Linked DNA regions of Arabidopsis thaliana: regions 2 and 3 are each linked to region 1. Evidence: chromatin contacts called from public capture Hi-C data. All regions are on one chromosome and are shown on one strand. Each heading gives the region's core, a stretch centred on a gene start, on an enhancer-like site or on the middle of the called end of the contact. The rest is flanking DNA. Distances are from core to core; before and after follow the strand shown. Region 1 holds the start of LON1 (lon protease 1). Region 2 holds the start of TIF3B1 (translation initiation factor 3B1). Region 3 holds the start of LACS7 (long-chain acyl-CoA synthetase 7).

Evidence for each region. Capture Hi-C pulls out chosen DNA fragments and counts their contacts.
Region 2: a contact with region 1 is called in a capture Hi-C map of seedling, with 2.4 times the contacts expected there. The contact joins the promoter of TIF3B1 here to the promoter of LON1 in region 1. A contact is called at or near these places in 1 of 26 Hi-C or Micro-C datasets (vegetative nucleus) and 1 of 3 other capture datasets (seedling).
Region 3: a contact with region 1 is called in a capture Hi-C map of seedling, with 2.2 times the contacts expected there. The contact joins the promoter of LACS7 here to the promoter of LON1 in region 1. A contact is called at or near these places in 1 of 26 Hi-C or Micro-C datasets (vegetative nucleus) and 1 of 3 other capture datasets (seedling).

What each region holds. Positions count from the first base shown.
Region 1 is chr5:9,449,105-9,453,088 of TAIR10.1, reverse strand. LON1 (lon protease 1) reads right to left here and starts at 2,137. Exons shown (of 19, transcript NM_122568.4): 1 at 1,610-2,137; 2 at 1,147-1,212; 3 at 518-703; 4 at 381-446; 5 at 199-240; 6 at 1-88. The coding sequence starts at 2,041. It overlaps AT5G26850 (Uncharacterized protein), which reads right to left. Exons shown (of 18, transcript NM_001036870.3): 13 at 3,810-3,934; 14 at 3,530-3,721; 15 at 3,296-3,430; 16 at 3,087-3,212; 17 at 2,802-2,996; 18 at 2,193-2,630. The coding sequence ends at 2,505.
Region 2 is chr5:9,783,348-9,787,331 of TAIR10.1, reverse strand. TIF3B1 (translation initiation factor 3B1) reads left to right here and starts at 2,044. Exons shown (of 12, transcript NM_122646.4): 1 at 2,044-2,141; 2 at 2,549-2,682; 3 at 2,933-3,170; 4 at 3,346-3,492; 5 at 3,766-3,894. The coding sequence starts at 2,573. AT5G27650 (Tudor/PWWP/MBT superfamily protein) reads right to left here and starts at 1,925. Exons shown (of 2, transcript NM_122647.3): 1 at 672-1,925; 2 at 1-306. The coding sequence starts at 1,821.
Region 3 is chr5:9,740,625-9,744,608 of TAIR10.1, reverse strand. LACS7 (long-chain acyl-CoA synthetase 7) reads right to left here and starts at 2,117. Exons shown (of 23, transcript NM_122642.5): 1 at 1,861-2,117; 2 at 1,703-1,763; 3 at 1,531-1,608; 4 at 1,373-1,444; 5 at 1,196-1,277; 6 at 1,008-1,113; 7 at 843-919; 8 at 673-717; 9 at 504-590; 10 at 281-370; 11 at 110-189; 12 at 1-28. The coding sequence starts at 1,993.

The sequences.
Region 1 (3,984 bases), core at 888-3,387:
AACTTGTCTTCAGTACATCCCTAAGAGTTGAAATAACTTCAAAAGATGTTGCCTTGACGACATCATCGTCCATGTCAAACGGATTATCCTGCACAGAGAGTAAGAAAAGGTTCCTGACTTCAGAGTTTCAAATAGAAAAAGCAAAATCAAAGTAGTCTCATATTATAAGAGGAAAAGCCTAAAAGCAGAAAAATGTACCTTAAGATGATCGACTTTGACGGTAAGTGGTTCTTCGCTCACCTGTATAAAGGAAAAATTTCTCCCTTAAACCAAAAGTGTCTTGATCAACCAAAGAACAGATGTGAAGATGTACTTTCGAGGATTTGGAACTTTCATGGTTGAAAATTCTACAAAGTACGAACGCTGTTATACCGACTTACCATCTCTTTTATGCGAAGTCGCCTGTGACCAACAAGGATAACTTGGTCTCCTTGGATACTTGAAATCTGGAAAATCAATAAGGAAATCGTAATGCTAGTCATGCTTTTTAATTTGAACAAATGCAGCAACACAATACCTGAGCAAGTGTGCCAACTTCGTGAAGCCGGTTAAGCAACTCTTTCCCTTTCAGCTCATTTATGTTTTTTTCTGCGTCAGTGCTTGAAGATGAATCAGCTGATGGGTCATCCTTCAGAAGGAAAGCTCCTGCATATGGAGCTTGTCGTCTTCTGCTCTCTTGTAAGGCTGCGAGTACTTTAGGATCCTGCACACCAGAAAACGCACATGCTGGTCAGAGAAGCAAAACCTGACATCTCCCAAACTATAAAGATCGTGTCATCGCTGTGGTTTAACGGAAATAGTTTTTAGCTATTTTGTCCCAGGCGGGGAAGATTACAATTAATAAACAATGGGGTAAATTATCAAAAAAATTGCATCAAATGCGGCTAAAATTGATCTATATGTCGAAACCCAAACAGCAGATATTTCAAAGAAGGTGTCAGCTGATATGTAAGTTCTCTTCACTTTTGATTGTAAACTAGGTAATCAATGATCCATGCTCTACTGAGAACAAAATAAGAAGATATCGGTACTAGTTCTAAGGCTAGATTCAGCTCCATTTAAAGAGAATCGAATGAGATTTTGAGAACCAAACAAGGCCAAGTTTTGGAGAGTGTTTAAAGGCCAGAAAATGATGAATTGACATACCTTGACATAGATTGGCATGTAAAAACCAGGAAAAAGCGGCCTATGTGGCACCGGCAATGCTAGAACCTGCAATTAAACAACGGAAAACTCCATCAGGAGAAACATAACTCCGCTAAAATGAAAATGATCAAATGTAAAATGTTCACAAAATCCAATTAGTCTTTGCTTGACTGTTAACAACAAACCACTAAATACAGATTCAAAAATGCTCTAAGCAAACACCATAGAACAACATACAATATCAGAAGCTTCAACTTTCTCCACTAATAGAACAACAAAGATGTAAAGCACCTCATAAGCATCATCCACTCAGTTATTACCAAAGTTTACAACTTTGTAATAATTCCAACAAGAATTGAAATTTTCCTATACAATTAGATTGCCAACGATCCAATAACGCATATACAAATGCACTAACAAATCTTCCACAGAGAAAGGAACAAAAAGCCATAGTTACACAAACCGTTAAACAATCTTCAGGCCTAGGGTTAGTGGGCACAATCGCAGACGAAGATTTGGAGTCAGACACTTCAGAATCGGACTCCACCGCCTTAGTTTCAGCTTCAGCCGCCGCCTCTCCATTGGTAGGCTCAGAGCAGAAGAAAGCACGATGACCCAACGAAGTAGATCGCCGATTCCACCCAGTGATTTGACTCAACGCTTTGAACAATGGAGACTCCACTGGAGAAGACCCGACGACCCTACTTACCGGAGTCAAATGGTGGACTCGAGAGGCGGAGGAAGTGAAGAGCTTTAACATGGTGGGAGAGAAAGAAGATCTGGGGTAACAATTTCTGCGATTGAGTTTTATAAAGTTTTGCCTTTTAGGCAAGAAACCATTGGAGAATTCTGGAGAAGAAGCCTGTAGACGAAGATTAGTATCAAAGCCCTTCATAAACCCCGACGAAGCAAAACCCCAATTTTAAAGGCAGCAGAGAGAACAACACCATTTTGCCTTCACAATAACACGACGTCGTTTTGGAGTCGGTTCATTGAATTTTCCGGTTATCAGAAAACCAAACCGGTCCGGCCAACTAAAGCCGTTTGCTTCACCGCCATTAGTAAAAGATGTGGCCTTTAAAGTTGTGAACTTTATCTTCGATTTTGTTTTGATGATGCGTTTAAAGGTAATGAAGAGAATTTGATACAAATCTAGATAGCATTGGTTCTCTACTGATTATAACGACAACACTAACAGAGATTCTTGTCCTAACGAAACAAGCATTACTTACTACTGATTCTAGATTACTACGAGAAGCATCGTGATTGGCCCTAGATAAGTTAGTTCTCTACAAATCCAATAAGAACAACAAGATTACACACTTTCTACAGAGATTGATATGATCAAGTTAGTTGAATCATCTTCCAGCTCCTGCTGCTTTGAGGAAATTGTCAAAGGGACTAGCTGGAGGTAGTCTCATCATGGACCATGAATCCTGCAACATTCCAGATTCTCTCCCATAGATGTTCCCATCTTCTACTACCTGTAACAACGTGTCTCAACGTGTAAGCCTCGTATGATAAAGTTTCTACCTTTCTCTTAACCAGCCCATTTGGTATCACAAAGTTATGATCTTTCTCACTATTACTAAGGACCATAGCAGATTTTAACAGTTTGTAGTTCTAATGTGTTTACCAACTCAGCTGTTACGTACCTTCTCAAGTGCAGATGATTCCTCAAGTGAATTTCCATAGAGCCCATTCATCTGACGGTTCTCAGTGGCCAACCACCTTGAGAGCTTCTCTCTAGTACCAGTCCCAAAGGTTTCACAGCGGTTAGTCATTGTGTCATAAGGAAGCGGAGAAGTAGAGACAGATGACCCAACCACTTGACCAGCGACCTCAAGCGCCTAGATAACATATCACAAACCAATTATAAGAAGACACAAATATATATATCAGCCAGTTTCTTCTTTATGTCGAATGTGGTCTATGCTTACAGATTCCATGAGCTGTCCAATGCTGATAACTTGAGGAATAGATGGTGAGGGAGATCCTCTTGGGGGGAAACGCACAGAGAGTTCACTCGTCACTTCGTCCTCAACCATTGAACCGGCAGGTATGTCCTGTAATAAAGAAACATAAGTGTTAACAGTTCTGAATATTATCAAAATCCCAATGGAATATGGAACTTCAGAGAATAGTTTACCTCATCGAAGGACAGCGATTCCTTAGAGATACTTTGGTTTGGTTGAGGTTCAATGTTTGGCCTTGATCCAAACATAAAAGCATCATCAGGTGTAAATTGCTCCAAGATTTGCATCTTCACATCAGCTTCCTCGAGCTTAACAAGAGAGTACATAAAATCAAATCAGTACAAGAGAATCGAACATTGGGGCTTAAAAGGTATTGTTCACTAAGAAACAGAAAATATAAGATTTACCTTCGAAAGTTTAGGTAGATTTTTTGCGACAATATCGGTTATAATAGTGTTGGACAGTTCTACTTTGCTTCGCATCTCAAACAGCATTGAAGTAGCCATCTGGCTATCGCTTGAGGACCCAAAATCTTTCATATTTGCCTGTGGTCTTACGTGAAGTTGTAAGTCATCTCCAATGAAAAGATAAGGATCCACCTGAAAATTTTGAGTATATAATCAAGTGATACACAATCTCCATGGATAAAATAAAAGTAATAACTGAAACAACACATTGGGAACTCACATCACCAGGAAGTTGGGCCTTCAACATTTCACAAATATGAGGAATCTGATATATTTTGGCAGCGAACATCAGCATACTTGTGGATAAAGCAAGGATCAACCGCTTGCAAACTGAGGGTAATGTGCCTGAAAAAGAGAAAGTTTGACTGCACATAAGCGATTTCTTAAACTTTGAT
Region 2 (3,984 bases), core at 795-3,294, 330 kb before region 1:
CTGTATTTGAAGAGGCAAAATCCATGCTGACGATCCCAGACTTCTCATCTTTCATTGGAGTTTGAAGCGTCGGAGCTCTTCTCTGCAGCCCAAAATCCCCATCCAAAGATCCATCAATTCCCTGGATATGAGAAGCTTCTGAACTTGCTTCAATTTCGCCAAACTGAACAGACTTATCACCAGCTTCATCCCTTCGTTTGAGAAGATACTTGTCTTTTTTTTTAGAGACCTTAACCTTTGTGGGTTTTTTAGAGCTCTTAAGGTCACCTAGCGTTTCTGCTATGACCAGTGGGCCACTCAAGGGAGCTGGAAATAAGAGAAATTGAAACAACACATCACCCACCAAGAAAATGAACAATAAAGCAAACAAGGTAAATGTATGCGGGACTCTCCATAGTAGAAAGAGGCGCAGAATTGTTATCAGGCCACGTTTTCGAATGCACAGTTTAGCATCAATGAGACTTCACTATTCTTTCAAGCATGCTATGTAAAGAATTCAACTACAAAGATATAAATCCTAAAATCATGAGCACAGAGGATCTAAAAGTAAAACCCTAAAACCAAGTTACAGTATCTAATATCTATGTAACACATATGAAAGCTGTTTCAAGTCTACAACGAAAAAACCCATATACAAACAATAACATGATTTTCTGAAAAGTGGCTAATACCTCGAGGCGGTGCTCTATTATGAGGTTCCAGCGTACTCACTGAACTGCGGGGTGATTTTGTCCCAAAGGCCTGTGCATAAGTTTCATCAAACTCCTCAAACACTGACTTGCGGAAAGCAAAAACCACTGCTTTCTTCTTCATAAACTTTAAACTGTCTGGATCACACTCTTGAGGTGCTAACGCCAATTGCTTCACAAACGAAATGGTTTCAGCGGGTAAAAACTTATCCCTAGAATTCTTAATCTGATCAACAGAGTAAACGGCTTGAAGCTCGTAATCAGGCACATCAACAGCAAAGTAATCTTCCACATTACTAGGCCTAAAGTTATAAGGATTCCGACATTTACAAGTCAAACCAAGAGCTGACCTTCTACTCGCCTCATCCTTGGCTTCCTCCACAGCTCTCACAAAATGCTTCGAAACCGTCTGCTGTGATTTCTCCTCTAAATTCGGTTCGAAAGGAATAAGCTCAGCAGGATCAAACCAACCATAACTACTATCACCGAAAAACGCAACAAGAACATGATCAATCCTCCTCATACGACGAACAGAAGGAGACGCAAAAGCTTCATTGAATATATGACCAGGCCACCAAGGATGAGACTTTACCTTTCCCCAAACCAAATCTCCAACTTCAAACCCATAACTCAATGCCCTCGAAACTCCAGAACCCATTTTCTCACTTGCAACATAATCATCAAACTCAGATAAAAGAGATTTATAATCCGAAACTCCTTTTTTCTCTTCCTTCAAACCCAAATCTAATTCCTTCTCATCAGCTTCAGAACCAAGCTCACTAGATTGATCATCAGAGCCATCTTCTTCTTCTTCTTCTTCTTTAACCTCAGAACTCTCATCATCCTTATCAATTAAAACATCCTCGCTTTTAATCTCATCTTCCTCCTCACTCCCTACGACACCATCTTTCTCCGATCTCTCACTTTCGAGAACCCTAGCGTCATTTGTAACCGCCGAATCTAGCTCCATAGGTGAAGAAGCTTCAACATCATCATCAATGGCTTCGTGAACATCCCCGCTCGAATCAACTACAGTATCATCTGGAGTTACCTTAGGATCCTGAATCGAATCCGTTTGTTGAACAATCACAGCATCCTCGTTCATCACCGGGATTAATTTAGTTTTGTACATTACAAATCGATAAGAACCCTAGCAACAACAACAACGATCCTCCGATGAGAGATTATCCGAATTTGGTTCTCGAGGACACCAAATGAAAGAGACGGATTATTGTTAAAAAAAAAAAAAAGCTAATCGAGAGAAAGACAATAAATTAGATCTACTGATTACTATTGAATTGGGCTTACCCGGCCCATATAAATATTTATAAGCCCGTTTAAGGAACCGACGTCGTATGATCCAAAAAGACCTGAAAACAATCGCTCCTTCTTCCTCACCTTCAAGCGCCGTCTTCTTCTTTGTTTTTTGCTCTCGGCTGATCTCTGTATTGGGTACGTTTCTTATCTCGATTTCAGTGTTCATTTGTTTTTTTTGTCTTTTCTTATGTAGCTATGAGACAGGATCCAGAACGATGCAATAGATATAAGAGAGCCTTCAGGAAAATTTTGCCATTTTTCTCCATTTCACCTGTTGTTGGGTTCTAGATTAAATAAAACTAGAGTATAGTTAATAATTTCTATAGGCATGGTTTTAGATTTACATTATAGTGGGAGTGATGATTCAAAGTTTTAGTCTTTGAACATTTGGCCATGGTAGTTTGTTGTTTTAATACTTGTTTAGGGTTAACAAAAAACCTACTTTTAGATCTAAAGACTCAGATTTTTCACATTTATTTATCGACTTAAAGTTGGAATGTGTTAAAGACTGATAGCTCTCTCTATATGGCTTTCTTTGGCAGATTTTTGATATAAGGTTTGAAATCATGGAGGTCGTTGATATTGATGCCCGAGCTGCTAAGTTAGGGATTGATTGGTCTCAGGTTAATTTTGATTCCATCCAACTTCCTCCTGGAGAAGACTTTGGGATCGAGAGGTGAGATTTTCCTTTAGATCTCTGGTTGTTCATATACGGTCACTTCTATTTCTAATCTTCTTGTGTTTATACGATGGGATGATTTTATTCTAGGTTTTGCTATTGTATGTATGAAAATTTTGTGTATTTCGAATTGGTTTATCTCTTTCCTTGATGGTGCAAAGCTTATTATATTTATACATTTTATCTATGAACGTATGAAAAATGGAACTGATTCGTTATACACTTTTTTTTTCTGTGATGGTTGTAGTGATGATGAAGCTGTTTACCAGGATGACCAGTCTGAATTCGACACTGGATTCGGTAACATTATCGTGGTCGATCACCTCCCTGTTGTTCCCAAGGAGAAGTTTGAGAAACTTGAAGGTGTTGTCAAGAAAATTTACAACCAGTTAGGTGTGATTAAGGAAAATGGACTGTGGATGCCTGTTGATCCCGATACCAAGATGACATTGGGCTACTGTTTTATTGAGTTCAACACTCCTCAGGTTATTTATCTACTTGATTAGCTTAATCTCTGTTTTGTTGGATTCTGAAGCAATAATGTCGGCGTCATATGTTTCAATACTTTATTTCTCTTGTTAGAAAGGAGCCCAAACTAGGTTGTTCTTAATGGTTGAGTATTTCCTAAGAGTTTCTCTCAATGTCTGGGGCTCTTTGCAGGAAGCACAAAACGCTAAGGAAAAGTCTCATGGCTACAAGTTGGACAAGTCTCACATCTTTGCTGTAAACATGTTCGATGATTTTGACAGGTTGATGAATGTGAAGGAGGAGTGGGAGCCTCCTCAGGCCAGGCCCTACGTCCCTGGGGTATGTGTAGTTTTCATCATGTTACTCCCTGTACCTTGAATAATTTTCTTTGAATAACTTCCATTGTGTCTGTGTAATCACTTCTTTATTTTGGTAATTCGCTGATTTATTTTGTGTTTGCCTGCTGCGTTAGGGTTAGGATCTTTTTACGTAATTGATGTATACTAACTAATAACTATAATTTCATAACTCTTGTTTCATGTATATATTTTAATTCATTGCAGCCTTTTGTGGTGCTAATTGTCGTTACTTATATGGTGTTTGTTTTTTCAGGAAAATTTGCAAAAATGGCTTACTGATGAAAAAGCCCGAGACCAGCTAGTCATTCGTTCTGGCCCTGATACTGAAGTTTTCTGGAATGATACTAGGCAGAAGGCGCCTGAACCTGTTCATAAGCGTCCTGTAAGTTACTTCCTGTGTGTATATCCCTTTTGTTTACTTGACTGTTTAGAGCAATGTATATGTTATGTTACCTTCATTTGAATTAATATC
Region 3 (3,984 bases), core at 868-3,367, 290 kb before region 1:
GTGCGCCAAAGGAAGATATGATATGTAACTATAAATAGAAGACATCTGAGTCAAAGACTCTTCCATTAAAACTATGTGTGCCACTTCTGAAGGGAAATGTTCAACTCACACATCTGAAGGAAAGAATTCTGCTTCCACACTGGAACCAGCGACATTCGCGATCAAGTTTCCATGAGTCAACACAACACCCTTGGAAACAAAGAACATATGAAATCAACTATATAGTTGAGTATTTAGCTTTAAAGTGATTTATGCACCATTTCAACCAGAAGAAACTCACCTTTGGTGTTCCTGTGGTTCCACTTGTGTAGCATATGGTTGCAATGTCTTCTGGCTTTGGAGGCGAAAATGGATGTAAGCTACTTCGACCCTACAAGATAACCGGTGGCAACATGAAGTCTCTTTCACTACCAAGCAAAACTCATTACAGGAACAGAGACATCATTCACCAAGATAACAACACATGTTTAGTACTTTAGTTAAAACCCATTGTAAAAGGCTACCTGACTCAATAGCTTTTGGTATGATACAATTGTGACTCCAGTTCCTCGAGGAAGTGATGGCAAATGCTCATCAGCCCCTCCCACCACCTAATCACAGTGCAAAACATATTTATAAGTGGGAGTATATATTTTAGCTTACAGTGAAATTACATATTGGAGAAGTACATACCACAATGAGACGAATGGATGGGATTTCCGCTAGGAAGCTTAGCAACTGCAAAGTTCCCAACAAAAAAAGACAAACACAATTCATGATCGAAAGTGTTGCAATTTAGACTATACTTGAACTGATTCTCAGAAGATAATAGCTAGCACTTTAACAAACCAAAACACACTTACAATATTCAAGGTTTGTGGTACACAAAATATAGCTTGCAGATTAGCATGATTCACCACAAACTTAACAGCGTCTGGACCTGCGTAACCAGAAGAATCATATTAAGAAGAGACAAGGCTTGCAAAACTCGAAAACTAAAGAGAAAAAATCAAATTTAGATTGGTTACCAAGTGTATCATATAAAGGAACAGAGACAAATGAATATGCTGCACAAGCATGATCCACAACCAACCACTCTGGTCTGTTAATAAAATAGAGTCCAACGCAATCTCCCTGTTCCATTAAATGAAGAAACTTTTTCTTTACAAGAACCATAGCTGCATAAGTTTTACATTCAAAGTAGAGTGAAACATACTTGGTTAACTCCATGAAACAAGAGTCCTGAACCAATGGCTTGTCGCTCAGACGCTGCTTCTCCATATGTCATCCATGAATACCTTCATAAAAACATATCACAGAAACATAAAAACCTACCTCAGCTCAAAACTCCATAGCGAAAATCTCAAAGCAAAAGAACAGCTTTAAAACTCACTCTCCAATGGTTCCATCGGACCGAACTCGTGTACCAAGATACTTGTTTTCAGCATATGTTTCAACAGCATGTCTGATTCCACAAAAACGTAATGCCAGTCACAAACTAAAGCCAATCAATTTAAAACAACCTCAAAAGAAGTAATCATCAAAACATACACAAAATTGTCATGTAAAGTCCCGATTTCAGGATGATCCGGGAACCTACTAACGAGTTTCGTAGGCGATCTTTTAGATCTGTCACAGCCAAAAAAAAACAGAGATTCATAATCACACACACTTATCAAAAAACCAAACGTAACAACAAAGAAAGGACTGGTTTTTTAAAAACCTGTAGACATTCCATTTTCCAGTATCAAGCTTTTCTGGAAGCACAACACTGTAGCTATCCTCTAGAGAAAACAATCCAAAGCTCTTAAAAACTCAAGAAACAGAGAAAATTTCAAATTATGGAGAGACTAACTTTCAGGTAATTTTCAGGTGCTTTACCTTTAAAGAAAGGTGAAGCAGAAGAAGCGGTGGCGTTGAGGAATAGAGATGATGATTGATCGTTGGTCGGAGAAGTATCGATGTGAGATCGAATGGTTTCGAGACGACGTTGTTCCGGCGAAGCAAATTCCATCTTTTCTTCTTTCTTCAGAAAAAATGTCTTCAGGAATATACGAAATAAACCGATTAATTACCATTTTATAAAAATTCAACTTTAAAACAATGACGTCACAAATCTACTAGTATAGTAATAAAATTATGAAAAGTCAATTGAAAACAATTTTTTAGCTCACAAATCTACTATAGAAGAAAAGGAATAAAATCTTTGAATTATGAAAATGAGCATAAATATGTAAAACTATTGTGTGATGCTACGGCTATAAAATTCCATAAACAACATATTTTGGATAGGCGTTAATCATGTTTTCCATTTTTTTTTTAACACCTCACCAAAAACGCCTCATTTCACTAAAGTAATGTACTTTTGTTTCTCACATGTATTTTGCTTACGTCAAAATAAGGCACACTTCCCTATGTGGATAATTTACCATTTTTTTCAATAAAATTATTATTTGATCTTTTACCAACAAATGTTCATGTTGGTTATTATTGTAGACCATGAAACCTGTTGTTTTTGGCATTGCCAGAAGCAATAACCTGAATCTTTAAGTACCAATGTAGACTGGTTATGCTGTTTAAGTTCCCAGTTAAGTTCGGCTGCAACACAGAAGATGAACCAAATTCTCAAAAACTAGGCAAACGGAAAGATCTCCATCATAGTTTAAGTAACACAAGAGAATACATTGTGCCAACCTTGGTTACAGAACTTGTATGCTTTTAATTTTAGGGTAATTTGCAGGCCACACCCTTTGATCATGTTTTATTTTTAAGGACTGACAAAGTGAAAGGTGGTTTTCACGTTTTGTCTTTTCAGCTGAAATTTGATCATTTTGCCCTTGCTGCTACAGCAGAGAAACTGTTGAATGTACGGTTTAGTTAGTCAGGTTTAGTTAGGTATACTGTTCCGGTTTAATTGGAATTATTTTTGTTTCACGTTGAGGAGTACGACTGTACAGTTATAAGCTAGGTTGCATGGAAACTCGCTCTGAGGTGCGTTTCTCGTTTCCGAAACGTTTCGGAAACGGAAACTCTCCGGAAACACGAAAAACATCACGGAAACACGTTTCCTAAAAATCTAGGTTTGAAAACACGATGGAAACTTACGTTTCCAAAATAGAAACTCACGTTTCCGAAATAGACATACGACAAATTTTTTTTATTGACTTTAAAAATTTAATAACTAAAATTGAAAATATTAAAATTATTAATACATATAACTAATTTTGGAAGACTTTGAGTTTTAAGATCTTTTTTTGTTAAACCAGATTTGAAAAGAGGTTTATATTATCTTTGATAAAACTAATGAAAATGTTGGTCTAAATTAACTATTTGAACTTGAACCTTTTAATTTTTATCTTTTAGAATTTTAGTTTATTTATTTAATATTGATATTTTGGACTTGTATTATTTAAACCATTTTTTCTTTAATATAGTTTTATGTTAATGTTATATATATATATATATAATGTTATATATATATATATAATGTTATATATATATATATAATGTTATTTATATATATATATATGTATAAATGTGTATACGTTTCCAAAACGTTTCCAATCCCTAATTTTAAGAAAAAATTGTTTCCTGTTTCCGAAACGTTTCGTATCCGCGTTTCCGTTTCCGTTTCCGTTTCCATGCAACATAGGTTATAAGGGATATTTTTTCCATTAAAAACGAAATGACATCAACATTTAATGCCCAAAAAGTTTAGACGTGACTCTTGTTATAATTAATACAAAATCATTATTACATGTTATAATATTATAAAATTATTGATAATAATTGTTGAGTTAAAGATGAACCCAGGAACAAACATTAATTGCGAACAAACATTGATGCTCAAGAAGTGTTGATCTTGTTTATTTACGAAGTTTGGAGCCAAGATAAGCATTATCGTGTAAGTAATGAAGTTTTAAAGAATTTTTTTGTTATAACACACTATGATCTTCATTGTGTTCGAAATCAACTTTGTTTTCTATAGAAAAACCCTGAAATATT